2 separate regions of the Sus scrofa genome follow, and region 1 is linked to region 2. Evidence: chromatin contacts called from public Hi-C data. All regions are on one chromosome and are shown on one strand. The core of a region is the stretch at or near the end of the contact, and the rest is flanking DNA. Distances in the headings are between cores, read along the strand shown.

The links. A called contact is a pair of places that touch in the nucleus more often than the background predicts.
Region 1: a Hi-C map of embryonic fibroblasts shows a contact between it and region 2, with 2.5 times the contacts expected there. The contact joins two enhancer-like sites. A contact is called at or near these places in 2 of 47 Hi-C or Micro-C datasets (embryonic fibroblasts and fibroblasts).

What each region holds. Positions count from the first base shown.
Region 1 is chr2:129,231,732-129,234,660 of Sscrofa11.1, reverse strand. The region is part of intron 3 of LOC102158243 (a long non-coding RNA gene); the gene reads left to right. Among named protein-coding and RNA genes, the nearest start is that of GRAMD2B, 320 kb to the left of the region's middle. Within about 2 kb of position 1,405, at least 4 of the 83 cell types and tissues checked have an H3K27ac peak or open chromatin away from gene starts, as enhancers often do. A contact at or near this core is called in embryonic fibroblasts, where this site is marked.
Region 2 is chr2:128,344,468-128,347,272 of Sscrofa11.1, reverse strand. All of the region lies in intron 10 of LOC102158243 (a long non-coding RNA gene), which reads left to right. Among named protein-coding and RNA genes, the nearest start is that of ZNF608, 190 kb to the right of the region's middle. Within about 2 kb of position 1,447, at least 6 of the 83 cell types and tissues checked have an H3K27ac peak or open chromatin away from gene starts, as enhancers often do. A contact at or near this core is called in embryonic fibroblasts, where this site is marked.

The DNA.
Region 1 (2,929 bases), core at 156-2,655, 890 kb before region 2:
AAGATAATCCTTATGGGACATTTTATCACAGAACTGATTTTACCTGTAGTTATAATATCACCTTTTATACTCGCAAGGGACCTTTGATTCCACTGCTGTATTTTAAGTAGAAAAATACGAACCAGATGCAAAGACTGCTGAGGTAGAATTTCTTTTGCTCCATTTAGAACCTCTGTTAATTCCCTGTTGTGCGTAGACGTATTAACAGTAGGTGCTTTAGAAATGGAATAAACAATGGTGAGAGAAACTGTTCATAGTATCTTATTATTTGCTAGTGAGTTTTGGCATCATCCTATTAGGAATTGGTTGGTTTACAATGTGTGTGTGTGTGTCTGTGTGTGTGTGTGTGTGTGTGGTGTTGCATACCCGCATGTGTATGTATATATATATACACACACACACATATATATGTACTTTAAAACAAATCTATAAACTTCTTGGAAAATGGGGGGAGATGAGAGGTTGATGGTTTAAATGTCTTTGTGAAGTAAATGCCATGTTTTTCTTTCTCTCAAGGTGAAAAGTGTAGAAATGTATCGCGTTAAATTGTGGCAGAATTTTTAGAAGAACGGGTACCACGTTAATTTTCTTTTACTAGCATATGTAAAACATTTGCAGAGCACTAGTAGAAGCTACACCTGTTCTGAAGTGCCCCAAACCTAAATTTCTCTTGGAAAAAATAGGGCACAGTCTTAGTCTGCAAACAGATTCCCTGTTATGGTGAGTGCCCCTTTCCTGGGCAGCCAGCAGCCTGTTCCATGGTTGTCTGCTGGGGCTTCTGCCAACTTGAACATGGAAACACGGATCAGCTTGCTCTTCTGGGCAGTAGAGCCAAAGTAGCCCCCTCATCCCTTTTTAAAACCTCATTGTATAAAGCAAAATAATACTTGGCTAGTGTGCTCTCTCTCTTTACTCTGTCTCTTTCGGTACATGGTAAGAATGTTCCAAAACAGTGTTGCTTCATTGAATGCCCTGGAAACATACTTTCACGGATGAGAACTAATTTGACATTTTAATTTTGTCCCTTTCTGTTGTTTAGAATTCAGTCAGCTGCAGGGACCTTGCCGAACGCGCATATGGAACATTCATATGTGCTGCTTGATTCTGTATGCCACCCTCATATTTTGAGATTTGTCCATAAAGTCAGCTTGAATTTGATAATATCCTGTCAATTAAACTAAACCTTGTTTTCAAAGCCAAATAGCACAAGTGCCCCGGGCACCTGCAAAAAACCCAGGCACATGGGCTCAAGTGGATAGTTAGGTGTGCAATTACTTGATTTATACACATGTGTGTTTCTGAAATTACAGCTGCAGGGTTTTGTGGTCTCTGTGGGGGTGTGAACAGTTTTGCTGGCAAGCCCCAGTATGCCTCACTTTGGAAATTTGGCTCCCAACATGAATTCCCTTCCCATCACCGATGGAGAACAAAGTCTATTTGTCACTTTTCCATTTGCCTTCCACAGTGATTCAGAAAGAAAACAGTCTTATTTTGCTGCTTTAATTGGGAATTGCTGATTCATCTCACAAGTGCAATCATCTTTGCTATTCATTATATAAACACTACTGTGGATGTGGTAGAAGTTGGTTTGGGGAGGGTGGCTTTCCATCCCCATTACTGACCCAAATACTTGTAAATTTGCTTGAGGAAACACAGTTTTTCCACAGAGCTCTCCTACTTCAACTTAATGTTTGGAAATTAAGGCCTTCATTCAAAAGGAGTTTCTGTTTTTCTTTTGGTTTTGCAGCTATTTAAGAACAATGCTTGCCTTGAAGTTCTCTGTATACTTTTAACCTTTTAACTTTGCTGCGGCCAAGCTTATTACTACTGCAAGCGGACTCAGTCACTCATGATAGTACAACACTCTTGAGACCTTATCCTTGCACCGTCTGGTTGAGTAATTAAATGCAGGGTAGATTTACAGTTCAGTGGACTCACTCATGGATGGGGTGGCAGCTATATCCTCTCTCCCTTTTGAATTTTCAACTTCACACTGCAGCTTTGTATCAGGATGACTGGAATCAAATGCAAAATCAAATATTAAAGAGCAAATAGAGAATATGAAAAGGGGGCACATTGAGAAAAGAGGGACAGGACATCAAAGGGTGTTGCCTTCGAAGCAAAGGAACATTTCTCTAACTTGTGCAACTTTGCAGCTTTGTTAATGTTAGAAAATGCAACTATTATTAGATTGCCTGATTTATAAGGAGATTGAACAAGGTCACTTCAGTAGTAGAGAACTCACACTTTTCTGCAAAACCCTGCCTTCCTCAAGGGGCTTATAGGAACTCAACATGGGTAGAAAAACCACGCCTTTCATGTCTTCTTGGAATAGTCACCTAGAATTATAATGGCTGGAGATTGAAAAGGCCTATTCAGCTCTGGGCTGCAGCCTCCAGGGATGAGGGCAGCATTTTCCCCCACTCTGTAGTACATTTTCCACTGTTTTGTATGGTTTTATTTTAATCGCCTCAGAGCCTTCTTCCCTTCTATGGAAAACTTGTTGCAGACTCTAGCCAATCTTATTGTGAAAGTTATTTTCTTACCAAAAGTTAAATGATATCTCTATTTGAGAAGTGAAAAACTTACAGTAGATGAATAAATATAGGTAAAGATATTTAGCATCCTAACTAGTTTAAACATTGTAGAATGGGGGGAAACTTCTGTTTTTATGCCATAGTGATAATAGTAAAGGTTTTAAAATGACGTTTCTTATAATAAGCAGATTTCTATAATGTATTAGGTGTATGTGAAATTGTCTTTTGAGCTAGTAAAACCGGAAACAAGCATAGGTTTATCAAAGGAGAGAGTAGAGTCTTATTTGATGTCTTTACTCTTGAAATAAAAAAATCCTCTCAATTTCCATTAAGTCAAATATCCTGAAACTCTAGCACTTCCCACTTGTATATTTTTAAATACATAAAACATT
Region 2 (2,805 bases), core at 198-2,697:
TAAAAATAGGCAGGGATTTTGGGATTTTGAAAATACTTTTAAGGTATTTAGGAGATTGTCTTTATGTGTAATATCTCCATTCTTAGTGATTCCAGATAAATGATGTGTGACTGTAATTTCTTCCTTGGTTAAATTATAAGCTATTATACATTACACCATGATTGAATATATGCCATTTCAAACCAAGCCCAAGATAAATGACCTATATTTCAAGGTAAGCACTTTACATTTGAAAAGAAGACAACAACCTTGGACTATTACTAAATCTCAGAGCAGAAAGACTGATATATCACATATTCTAAATATCATTGAGTCGAAGGCAATGAAATTTATTATATACTATGAAATTTGAAACTGTATGTGGGCTTTTAAAATGTACTTCATGGTTCAGTACTATTAAGTCCTGATACATCCAGTTGATGCATCACGTCATCAACCTGCCAGGAAGCCTTTGGAGAGCCATTTGTCCCTGGATCCAAATCAAATATGTACCCTGACTGTTAAAAAATATTTTGTTAAACTAAATGACTGAGCAATCTTTGACAGGACTGCCAAATGAATGATGACAACGGTTGACCACTTTGGGCCCTGGGGCCATATTACCAAAAGGAAAAAGAGAAAAATCTGTTCTTTCTAGTCCGATCTTAGGCAGAACAAATGCATTATTCTTTCTTAAGAATTTTGGTTGAGGTCTAAGGTTCTTGCAGCTTTTCATATGGGAATTTAACAGAGTATAGATGTCACTTTTCCTGTGTATTATCTGAAGTGACATGTACTCAACAAATTGGGTGCATAACATTAGTTCTGAAGCAGAACAAAGTTGAGGCGGAATGGAAAGAGGTATGTAGGAGCTTGACTTCCCTGAGTTCAGATTTCAGCTTTACCACTTAGGAGGCTCCTAGTCTTACAGTGGAATAATAATATCTATCTTTTGGGACTGCTGTAAAGGTTAATGGTGAATGTTAAGTGCCTGACATATTGGAGGCATTCATTAAAAAGATAGCTTTTATTATTATTATCTAACAACAACAGTCTTATTCTGAAATTGCTAACTTAGAGGCTAATGAGGATAAACATATGAAAACGATTAAAAATAAGACGATTAAAAATAAGACGATGGGGAGCAGTCAGCTGGGAACTGCAGAACCTGCCTAAAGGCATTAAAAACAATAGTATCAACAGTAATCAACTCACCTTGTCAACTGAACCTATGGTATCTGCCTTTTTGGCCTCTAAACATTAAAATTCTTTCTAATAATGTATTTAGGAAAAGGCATCAGAAATTCTTTTGCCTTCGGGTAACTTTATACTCTAGGCAGGCAAAAGAAGTTTTCCTTTTTTTTTTTTTAACAAATAGTTTCTAAATTTAAGCTTCCCCTCATCCCTTTGACCAACACATTAGTAATTCTACACTTTCCAACACTGTTTTACTCCTCCCCTGCTGATTCAGAAAACATGAGCATTTGGATATTCAAGAGAAGCTTGTTCAGCTTTTCTATCCGATCACCTGAATCTGTAACTGAACCCAGGTTTAGCCGATCACCACTCACAAGCCAGTGATTCGAGAGGCAAGTGTTAATAGGAAGGAAGTGTGCTTTAATCCAAAAGCTGGCAGTCTGGAGGGATGGTGGACTCATGTCCAGAGATCAACTCTGAAGATTCTGCTTAGCCAGGACAGTTTTTAAAGTGAAAAATGGAGGGGGAAGAATCTCAGTGAATCGTGGAGGCAGGAGGTTGGGTTCTGCCGTCTCTTTTGCATGCAGACTGGCTGACTGTTGCCTGAGTCATCTGCCTGCAGGATTGCTTAGGGAGGTGATTGAGAGTAGAGAACTAGTTTTCTTTAGGAAAAGAATCAACAGGTTAGACAAGGCATGGTATGCATTCAGGAGTTTCAATTGCTTAGTGAACCTAATTCATGTAATTAGGTTCTTTTAAGGTTAGAGGGGAACAGAAATGGTCAAACAGGAAAGGAGCGAAAGAACTGCCTGCAGATTCCTGAAGTCAATAGAAAGAGAGCAGAGAGGAGGTACAGGCCACGTTTCCTTTCTTTCAGGAATATGCTGCATTGCTATGATTTTCAAGTCCGAGGCCCGCGACGATGGCTACATAAACGACTATGACTTCTCTAAGACAAAGCCTTAATTTTCAATTTTATTGCATTTCTTTATGTCTTATTACTCTTCCACATTATGTTTTAGGAAAGTTTTGGAAAATACCAAGATTTTACCCATGGGGGAAAAAAAATCCTTTAAACAATTACTCGGGTCTTAAGTTTTAGTTTTTTGGGTTTTTTGGTTTTTGGTTTTTTTTTTTTTCCCAAAAACTGGTTTTCCTCCTGCAACTCTTTCAGAGTTTACTTTCTCACAAAAGATGGGATTTCTGAAAAATTTCCACTGGCAGTAGTCCAGGGCTGTAATTACTTTAAATTAAACCCTCAAGTATTTCCCTTTCTCTTCCTAGCGCCACAAACAATTCCTTCGTCTGAGTGTTAGACTCCGTTTAACTCAGCAAGTTTTGAGAAGCAGTCTGCAAGGCCGCAGGGGGCAGAAATTCAAACTCTGACCTTGAAAGATGTTGCTGGGATCTATGGATGCATATGTTCAACATAGCCCGTAATGCATCCCCCGGGCTCAGGGGAATGTAGGGCACACAGGCGGCCAGAGTGTCTGTGAAGAGAGAAGGGGTTGAGGATGGATCCTGAAGTTGGGCAGGGAGTGAGAGGGTGCTTTTATCGTGGCTAGAAAGCAATTTTAGGCAGCTGTGTAAAATTATTATCCAAAAATGTAAGGATAAAACCTCGATCAG